Linked DNA regions of Xenopus laevis: region 2 is linked to region 1. Evidence: chromatin contacts called from public Hi-C data. All regions are on one chromosome and are shown on one strand. The core of a region is the stretch at or near the end of the contact, and the rest is flanking DNA. Distances in the headings are between cores, read along the strand shown. Region 1 has its middle 16 kb from the start of zmynd8.S. Region 2 holds the start of ncoa3.S (nuclear receptor coactivator 3 S homeolog).

The links. Hi-C and Micro-C count contacts between places; a contact is called where the count stands out from the background.
Region 2: a Hi-C map of the XL177 cell line shows a contact between it and region 1, with 4 times the contacts expected there. The contact joins the promoter of ncoa3.S here to the enhancer-like site in region 1. A contact is called at or near these places in 2 of 4 Hi-C or Micro-C datasets (the XL177 cell line and the XTC cell line).

Annotation. Positions count from the first base shown.
Region 1 is chr9_10S:8,563,769-8,569,217 of Xenopus_laevis_v10.1, reverse strand. No RefSeq gene overlaps it. Among protein-coding and RNA genes, the nearest start is that of zmynd8.S, 16 kb to the right of the region's middle. Within about 2 kb of position 2,572, at least 2 of the 7 cell types and tissues checked have an H3K27ac peak or open chromatin away from gene starts, as enhancers often do.
Region 2 is chr9_10S:8,637,918-8,643,323 of Xenopus_laevis_v10.1, reverse strand. It overlaps ncoa3.S (nuclear receptor coactivator 3 S homeolog), which reads right to left and starts at 3,630. Exons shown (of 21, transcript NM_001088263.1): 1 at 3,542-3,630; 2 at 2,067-2,239; 3 at 997-1,097. The coding sequence starts at 3,630.

The sequences.
Region 1 (5,449 bases), core at 1,323-3,822:
CCCACCAATGACAGGGCTATATCGGGGTAATCCAAACATTTGGCCCTAGGGCCAAACGATCGGATTACAATGAGGAGCAATGGGCTCCAACAGGTTGGTGGAAAATGAAACCTTCCCGATCAATATCGTGGCCAGCTATCGATCGGGAAGACCTGTTGGAAGCCCCCATACACGAGCAGATAAATTGCTGAATTGGTCTAAAGGACCGATATTGACAGCTTTATATGGCCACCTTTACACAAGGTAACAGCTGCCTGGTATATCTAAGAACAGCACACAATCGTAAAATCCTGGTCCCACTGAGACACATTCAGTTACATTGAGTAGGAGAAACAACAGCTTGCCAGAAAGCAGTTCCATCCTTAAGTGCTGGCACTTTCTGAAAGCACATGACCAGGCAAAATGACCTGAGATGGCGCCTACACCAATATTACAACTTGAAAAAAAAAATACACTTGCTGGTTCAGTAATAAAATTGTATATGGTAAGAGTGAATTACATAGTAACATAGTAAGTTAGGTTAAAAAAGACACACGTCAACACAAGTTCAACCTTTTAACTTTTTTTTTTAACCTGCCTAACCAGTTGATCCAGAGGAAGGCAAAAAAAACCCATCTGAAGCCTCTCCAATTTGCCTCAGAGGGGGAAAAAATTCCTTCCTGACTCCAAAATGGCAATGGGACCGGTACCTGGATCAACTTGTACTATGAGCTATCTCCCATATCCCTGTTTGCCCTCACTTGCTAAAAAGCAATCCAACCCCTTGCAGTGTAAACAGTGTAATATAGAAATAAAAAATACATCATAAAAATCATGACCGAATCCCTTTAATGCAACATAATCTGTCTTTATGACTTGGAATATTTTACCCAACAGATCTTCCGGGTTCACTAGGATTGGTCTGAAATAATGTGCTCAGTTTGTTTTGTTTCTACTTTCTGTTAATATTACAGATCCTTAGACCCTGACCTTAATACAATAAAATAATCATGTCGTCACTCTGCCACTTTTCCCTGGCCTTGATTTTTCAGCCCAGCTTGGCACCTTGAAAAGATAGTAGCAAGATGTACTTGGGCAAGCAGCAGCAGGAACACAAACTAAAGCTAAAGAAAACAGAATTTAAAGCAGTTATAATTCAAGTTCTAACTAGCCATTGTGAAGCGCAGGTGTATGCTCGGAGTGGGTGGGCAAGGCTGCCGGAAATGGTTTTATTTGATGCTGGTAAAGCAGACATTAGTAACTAGGGATGCTCCGAATCCACTATTTTGGATTCTTCCTGACCCCCGAATCCATACCTGTACTTAAAAAATACTTAAAACTGGATACATTTGTGTACATTGTAATATACTACACCCTAATAATTGACCTGCAAATGGGCCAGCAAGACCCTGAGAAAAAATCTGGTGTGTTTAGGGTTGTCACCTTTTCTGGAAAAAAATACTGTCCTTCCTATATATTTATCTTTTTTCCCTATTAATAACATTGAGATCAACCATCATTTTTACTGGCCAGGCTGATGATATACCGGCCTGCTGGCAACCCTAGGTGGGCCCCACTGGTCCAGACCTGCCCCCTGAATTAAGCCATTGCTGCTGCCTCTGACCTCCTTCCCTGGCCTCGGTCTCAGCCGTGTAAAGGGAAAGGTACACGCTGGGGGTAGAGTTGCCACCTTTTCAAAAACATTTTACCGCCCAGTGGTGGGGACGGGAACTAAAGGAGCGTCCGTGACACAAAAATGGGTGGAGCCATGGGGGAGTAGTGCCGCGAAAGGGGCAGGGAAACGCTGCGCGATGCCAAGAAAACTAAGAAAAGGTAAGTTCCACCGGCCAAGGGCATTTGTTAAGGGTATTACAAATTAGCGGCAACTACATTGCCAGTAAATATGTAATACCAGCTCCGGCCTTGGCACATATTTTACCGGCCGGGTGGCAAACCTAGCTGAGGGGGGGGGGTTGCAGTTGGGGGCCCAGCCCAAAGCTGCAGAGGGAGCAGACCCTGTGGCTGCAGGGGGGCCCAGGAGATATAGGGGGCCTCATGAGGTCCTATTTAATGAGCAATTTCAATATATATTGGTAAAACAGGACAACCTCTGGATATTTTGGGAGCCCTAAAATTAATTTGGTGTGGGGTCCAGGCAGGTCTGGACTAGGGTTGCCACCTGGCTGGTATTTTACCTGGTTGGTAAAAATGATGGTTGATCCCAATGTTTTTAGATAAATATATAGGAAGAACTATTTTTTCCAGAAAAGGTGGCAACCCTAGTCCGGACTGAGTATTAAAATAGGCCCATTTAGCTCACATAGAGGTCCAATCAGCCCCCACCAGCCCACTAAATACTGACTTTCTATGGCACCTTATAGCAGCCCCTCTGGCATTTGCCTCAACCCACAGATTGCCAGTCCGGGCCTGGGTCCAGTAACATCTGCTTATGCTACTGGCCTGCAGAATTGTGCTTAGTAAAGGGGAATAAGTAGGAATATGTACGCTGGAACAATGCTATGGCATTACTCTGTAGTGTACAGACCTGTTTGACTCCCCTTTGCTGTTTCACTACCCCCTCTTCTTGGGAGGAGATAAGGAAGCTCGAGATCAAGCATGCCTAAGAGACAATGGCAGCTTAGGTATGGCAAACATTGCAAGTGAAACCAGGATCACCATCACAGAAGCTAGAGGAAAACAAAGCATGAGATAATAATCTTGTATTTTCACAGCTATAACATTTCCACTGGACAAATATAGAAGGGAAATGAAATGACTAAAGTAAAACATTACACCAAAAAGCTAGATGGGGATCTACCAGTAAACCTTTAGCTGAAAATCCGTAGATCTCAAGACACTGTCAATAGTGATGAGCCAATCTGTCCGGTTTCGGCCAAAAATTTGTGGAACCTATAAAAAATTCAAAAAGTCAGTGGGTGTTTATACACGCAACTTATTTTACGCAGTAAAAGATGGGCGTTTTTTCTTATGGAGCCTTTTTTGTCCAGATGCATAAAAGTCAATGGGTGTTTTTTCGTATAGTGACTTTTTTGTCCAAATGCATAAAAGTCAATGGGAGGTTTTTTTTTATGGAGACTTTTTTTGTCCAAATGCATTAAAGTCAATGGGTGTTTTTTCTTAAAAGGAATACTGTCATGGGAAAAACCATTTTTTTCAAAATGAATCGGTAGTGCTGCTCCAGCAGAATTCTGCTGGAATCTGAAGCTGAAATCCATTTCTCAAAAGAGCAAACAGATTTTTTTATATTCAATTTTGAAATCTGACATGGGGCTAGACATATTGTCAATTTCCCAGCTGCCCCCAGTCATGTGACTTGTGCTTTGATAAACTTCAATCACTCTTTACTGCTGTACTGCAAGTTGGAGTGATAACACCCCCTCCCTTTTCCCCCCCCCAGCAGCCAAACAAAAGAACAATGGGAAGGTAACCAGATAACAGCTCCCTAACACAAGATAACAGCTGCCTGGTAGATCTGAGAACAGCACTCAATAGTAAAAACCCATGTCCCACTGAGATACATTCAGTTACATTGAGAAGGAAAAACAGCAGCCTGCCAGAAAGCATTTCTCTCCTAAAGTGCAGTCACATGACCAGGGACAGCTGGGAAATTGACAAAATGTCTAGTCCCATGTCAGATTTCAAAACAGAATATAAAAAAATCTGTTTTCTCTTGTGAGAAATGGATTTCAGTGCAGAATTCTGCTGGAGTAGCACTATTAACTGATGCGTTTTGCTGGTAAGGCAGACATTAGTAACTAGGGATGCTCTGAAAAACATGTTTTCAGATGACAAGATCCCTTTAAGGCAACTTTTTTGTCCAAATGCATTAAAGGAGAACTAAACCCCCTTTCTAATAGTCCCCCCTCCCTGCTCCCCCCCTGCACAGGTGTTCGCACAAGTAAATGGTAATTACTCATTGCAGAGTCAGTGCAGCGTAGCTCATAGGGGCCATATTCAGCGTTTCGGGAAACTTCAGCACGTAAGCGCCTTATCGGTGCATGCGCAGTTGTAGCCATATTCCGGTCCCTAACAACTGCGCATGCACAGAAAGCCACAGGAATTGCCAAAGGCGTTTCGCAAATAAAATTTGCACATGGCGAAATTTGGAATTTTGCCGCAAATCCATGGCTGCCGAATAAATTTGCTCATCACTGTAAACAGTTTGTCTGAATCACCCTCCTGTTTCATGCTTTTCATTCAGATATATATTATGTTAAAGTTACATAATTAATAGATGTTTAAATATAACAATATACATTTTCTCATAAATCAATATTTAAGTAATGTTTTTCAGGGAGTGCTAACTAAGTTTTTATGGATGTAGATCATAATGGGACATTATAACTAAAAGTAGACCTTACATTAGTAAAGTATGGGCCCTCCTGCATTAGTACTGATGGTTAGTTATACCCACCTCCCCTTGTCATTCCATTAGGTCCTACCTTGACATTGGACATGGGCAGCACCTCTGCCACATGTATAAACTGTCACAAATACAACAATATTATACCTGACAGTTTTGCACAGGGAACACTCCATTTCACTTGCTGGAAAAAAGCTGAAATATTAATGAACGCGGCAAGCAAGATTCTAACCTGTCCATCGCTGTTCTCTCTCTGTCACTGATAATCCGAACCAAAAACATTTAATATTTGATCGGCATATAGTAAAATGATTAACGTAACCTTTTTTTTTTCAAACATGGGAAATATGAAAGGTTGCTTTGTAGGCCCCAAACTGCCTACTTTTACAGGGCTGCAGAGGACATAATGGGTTTCATATGGTGACCGAGACACAATTCTCAAGGCACACAATAAGCTATACCCTCATACTGTCTAAGGGAATCAATATGGCACCTCCTTCCCATATGTATAAATACAAATATACAGAGAAGGAATGTTCTGGGCACACAATAAGCTATACCCTCATACTGTACTGTCTAAGGGAAACAATATGGCACCTCCTTCCCATATGTATAAATACAAATATACAGAGAAGGAATGTTCTGGGCACACAATAAGCTATACCCTCATACTGTACTGTCTAAGGGAATCAATATGGCACCTCCTTCCCATATGTATAAATACAAATATACAGAGAAGGAATGTTCTGGGCACACAATAAGCTATACCCTCATACTGTACTGTCTAAGGGAAACAATATGGCACCTCCTTCCCATATGTATAAATACAAATATACAGAGAAGGAATGTTCTGGGCACACAATAAGCTATACCTCATACTGTACTGTCTAAGGGAAACAATATGGCACCTCCTTCCCTTATGTATAAATACAAATATACAGAGATGGAATGTTCTGGGCACACAATAAGCTATACCTCATACTGTACTGTCTAAGGGAAACAATATGGCACCTCCTTCCCAGATGTATAAATACAAATATATAGAGAAGGAATGTTCTGGGCACACAATAAGCTATACCCTCCTAC
Region 2 (5,406 bases), core at 2,381-4,880, 73 kb before region 1:
CTGTTTTCGCATTGAGAAGGCGCCATTGAAGAAGGGCACCGCGCCTCTCTTAGCGCATGGGCGCCGGAACGTAACATGCGCAATGTCATGACATCATGGCCGCCAGTTTTCTGCCTGAAACTGCACGCAGCCTGCTCTATCGCGCATGGATCAGTGTGAGTTAGGCGCGCACGCCTGTCATGCTATTCAGCCTGTCCCAGCACTTCAGCAGCATTACTCAGAATGCTATACTGTACATCTTTGCTGTGCGGACAGGCACAGGAAATAGTGAACGAGCACGCAGCAGGGGAGAGACTCGCGTATAAGCCGAGGTAGACTTTTTCAGCACATTTTCAGTGCTGAAAAACTCGGCTTATACGCAAGTATATACGGTACATGGCAGCACAGAAACCAGTGCAATTAGCATCAGAATTGAATAATCAGCAAACCTGTAGCATCAGCTTATATTACAGGGGAAGCTCATTTTCTGCTGGATAATTAGTGACGACCCCTAAGCTTAGCTTCTCAACAGCCAATCAGAGCCCACTGAGCATGTGAGTGTCACAGACAATATTCATTTTAAGGGTTTAGTTGTCCTTTAAGCAGCATGTAACTTGCAAACTTTTATTTTCAAAGTGTACCAATGCCCTGTGGATCACGGCAATGCACTTTAACATCCAGCAAGGATGAACCGAAACTCGCTATCGCTGCAGTTACTCAGATTATCCAAAAATAATAGGGATGCAGGAATCGGTTCAGGATTCGGGCTTTTTCAGCAGGATTCGGCCGAATACTTTTGCCTGGCTGAACCAAATCCTAATTGGCATACGCAAATTAGGGGCGGGAGGGAAATCGTGTCAAAAAATGTTTCCCCTTCCCACCCCTAATTTGCATATGCAAATTAGGATTTGGATTGGTTTTCGACCAAATCGTTTTGCGAAGGATTCGGGAGTTCGTCCGAATCCAAAAAAAAGTGGATTTGTTGCATCCATAAAAAATAAGCACGGCTCTGCTCACCTGCAATAACAGCGGCCCGAGAGAATCCTTATCAATCACCCCCTGCCCTGTAGAGGAAACATCGGCTTTCTGCACATCGTCGTCATTAGAAGAGGCTTTTCCTGCAAAACAGAATATATATATATATATATATATATATATATATATATATATATATATATATATATATATATATATATATATATATATATATATACACACAATACTGCACAAAATGACAGCACTCCAAGGAAGTTCACAGCGAGTCGATGTTGCTAAAGTGGAGGTCTTTATTGAAGATCCAACGTTTCGGTTCCTTACTGGAACCTTCGTCAGGGATAATAACCCTGACGAAGGTTCCAGTAAGGAACCGAAACTTTGGATCTTCAATAAAGACCTCCACTTTAGCAACATCGACTCGCTGTGAACTTCCTTGGAGTGCTGTCATTTTGTGCAGTATTGTTCTATATGTTATGGACTAGCACCCAGGTATCGATTTTTTCTTATGGTTGTGCACTCCATTCCCTCTACATACATACATATACATATATATATATATATATATATACACACACACACACACACACACACACACACACACACACACACACACACACACACACACACATACTGTGTCCATAAATGCTCAATGTGGTACCACATCCAATTATAGGGGCACACAAGTATAAAAGAACCTTCCCTTGGTAACATATACCCACTCAATTTTACCAAGTTGAGCAAATCTTTACACTTCCGATATCTTCTAGAACTAACCCCCCTATGTAATAAAAGGCACTAAGTTTGCCCAGGAGCAGTAACCTAGTAGATTTTTGCTTTTAAACAGGTTACCGGTAGATGCTCCTAGTGTCTTGTATTACATTAGCCCTTAAATGTTGTGCCTGATTTTTCCTGGAATTCATGGAGGATAAAAGACATGGCAAACTGGAAGATTTTTTTAATTTTTCGCTTTGCACTTTTAATAAACAACCCCTGAAGTCTTCTCTTCTCTTGTGTAGGACAGACCAAAGACGATGGTTTGCGATACAAATCAACAGACACAGGAATGAAAAAGGGACATACGTATTAGTTACCTTGCTCTTTAATCTGACGGATCTGCCTGACCGTCTCCTTTAAGATCGCGCATTTGTCCGGTTTGACATTGAAATTGTCTATGTCGCTAAGATTGGCTGAAATGAGATCGGCCAACTCCTCTATGTACTTGCTCTCCTGCTCACGTCTCCTCTTCTCACCACTGCAGGTCAGACTATTGAAGAGAGCAATGGTCTTTACTGAATGTGATTTACAATGAGATAGAGAGATAGAGAGATAGAGAGATAGAGAGATAGAGAGATAGAGAGAGAGAGAGAGAGAGAGAGAGAGAGAGAGAGAGAGAGAGAGAGAGAGAGATAGAGATAGATAGAGATAGATAGAGATAGATATACATAAAATATAATACAGTACATGTGAGTGTAACAAGTCAATAATATAAACCACACTTGTGTAGTATTCATAACGGCAGAGACGAGACGATTTGGCGAAATTTAGTTGCCCGGCGACAAATCGCCTCTTCTTCAGGCTACTAATCTCCCCGAACTGCCTCCGACTGGCTAGAATCTAAATCGCAGACGGGATGACACTCGGATCGCTTTGTTTTCTGAGCTCACCAGAAGTTTCCTTGTGAGGCAAATTGTGGCAACTTGGGAAAAGTGTTCCGAGTGCCACCCCCCCCCCCCCCGGCGATTACGATTGTAGCCGGCAGGAAGGCAGTTCGGGGAGATTAGTCGCCCGAAGAAGAGGCACTCGGAAGGAAACTTCGGAAAACAAAGCAATCTGATTGCAATCCCGCCGGCGATTTAGATTCTAGAGGTCGGTGATGCAGTTCGGGGAGATTAGTCGCCCGAAGAAGAGGCGATTTGTCGCCGGGCAACTAAATCTCCCCGAATCTTCTCGTCTGTCTCTGCCCTAAAGGGGTTATCCACCTTTGAGTTAACCTTTAGTATGATGTAGAGAGACAATTTGCAATTGGTTTTCATTTTTTATTACTTGTGGTTTTTGAGTTATTTAGCTTTTTATTCGGCAGCTCTTCAGTTTGCAATTTCAGCGGATTGCTAGGGTCCAAATTACTCTAGCAACCATGCATTAATTAGAACAAGAGAATGGAATATGAATAGGATAGAAAGGGGAGTAATAAAAAGTAGCAATAACATACATTTGTAGCCTTACGGAGCATTTGTTTTTAGATGAAGTCAGTGACCCCCATTTGAAAGACGGAATGAGTTAGAAGAAAAAGGCATGGAAATCATGGTCTACCTGAATTTGCCCCAAACAGGCCTACAGGCTACCCTTAGAACAGGGGCACCAACCTGTAAATTGGGATATTTTTGAAGACACATTGGGCAATCGGAGTCCCACTCTTTCAATCTAACCAGCTGTTATCTCTATGTTTATTTCTACAAGAAGAAAAAGCCTGTATGTTTCTGAACTAGTGATGGCAAGAGAATAAGTAGAACAATATTGGAGCCATTCTACTCAGCAGGTTACTTCTATAGCTTGCCATGCCTCTTACCCAGGTCCGGGGGTATCACAGGAAGACGGCTTGCGCTTTCTTGTTTCAGACGCCAGCGGATCCAAGGAGTTTTCCCCTAATCCACTCATCGTGAAGACACATCAGCAGCTGGAACACAAACAAAAATTAGAGCCAATTAGAGAATTAAGCAAGTTGATCTGTCTGCAGGAAAGGCCCAGGTCAGTAAAATGGCCACTGAAGAACAAGTTTTAACCTCACATTGAACCTCTGAAGCCCGGACTATATCTATCTCTATCTCTATCTTTATATCTATTTCTATCTAAATAATCTTTATCTCTATCTAAATAATCTCTATAATCTCTAAATATCTATCTAAATAATGTCGCTCTCTCTCTCTCTATATATATTATAAGGCTTCTGTACGACTCTTCTACTGAATCCCCACTAGATGGCACTACTATGCCAATGCCAAAAATAGGAGGAAAAAAAAAAAAAAAAAAGGCTTATCAGATTCCTGTAATTACTCTTGCACTTACAAACACTCTTGAGGTCCTCCCCAAGGGTTAGTAGAGGGAGTATTTGAGATTTCTGCAAACTTACAAGTACCTTCTGCAGCAAGCTGACTGTCACAGAAAGCCTCGCTTGTTAATAAAGCCAGCATTGACAAATAAGCAGCCTGTAATAAACTGTCGGGTGCAGGGGTGTAACTACAGACGAAGCAGACCCTGTGGCTGCACGGGGGCCTGGGAGGTACAGGGGGCCCCACGAGACCCTAATTAATGAGCCATTTCAACATATATTGGTAAAACAAGACGACCTCTGGATTTGCTGGGGCCCCTAAAATGACTTTGCTGTGGGGCCCAGTAACATCTATTAACGCCACTGCTCGGTTGGTTTAGGGATATAAACTCTATCCAGTAACACAAAGAAATTGAAGGGAAACAAGCTTTGCAGTACCTGAAAGTGGGGAATGACATGGTTAATTGAGTATAGCATTGCAAAGTGTCATTATTTGAATTCTGGTTTAGTTTTAGCCCCGTTTTCTTCTTGCACAGGGAGTTTATTTCCAGCTGCTCCTGTCATTATCTTCTTCCTTCCTGTCATGTGATTCTCGATCCCTAAAGTGAATATGCAGCCAGGAGGGCTCTATTCAATAGCAGAATACAATTAAAGGGATTCTGTCCCGATTTTTATGGTGTAGTTTTTATTTCTAAATGACACTGTTTACACTGCAAATAATTCACTCTACAATATAAAATGTCATTCCTGAACCAACAAGTGTATTTAGTTGTAATATTGGTGTGTAGGTGCATCTCAGGTCATTTTGCCTGGTCATGTGCTTTCAGAAAGAGCCAGCACTTTAGGATGGAACTGCTTTATGGCAGTCTGTTGTTTCTCCTACTCACTGTAACTGAATGTGTCTCAGTGGGACCTGGATTTTACTATTGAGTGTTGTTCTTAGATCTACCAGGCAGCTGTTATATTGTGTTAGGGAGCTGCTATCTGGTTACCTTCCCATTGTTCTGTTAGGCTGCTGGGGGAGGAAAGGGAGGGGGTGATATCACTCCAAATTGCAGTACAGCAGTAAAGAGTGACTGAAGTTTATCAGAGCAAAAGACACATGACTGGGGCAGCTTGGAAACTGACAATATGTCTAGGTCCATGTCAGATTTCAAAATTAAATATTAAAAAAAAAAACTGTTTGCTCTTTTGAGATTTCAGTGCAGAATTCTGCTGGAGCAGCACTATTAACTGATGTGTTTTGAAAAGAAAAAAAAAAAGATTTCCCATTACAGTATCCCTTTAAGCTGTTACAATACCAAGGTGCCTCATAAACAGATATAACGTTTAATTGTAAATAAAACATGCTTTAACATAGCGACGTTACATTGTAGCATCCCGAA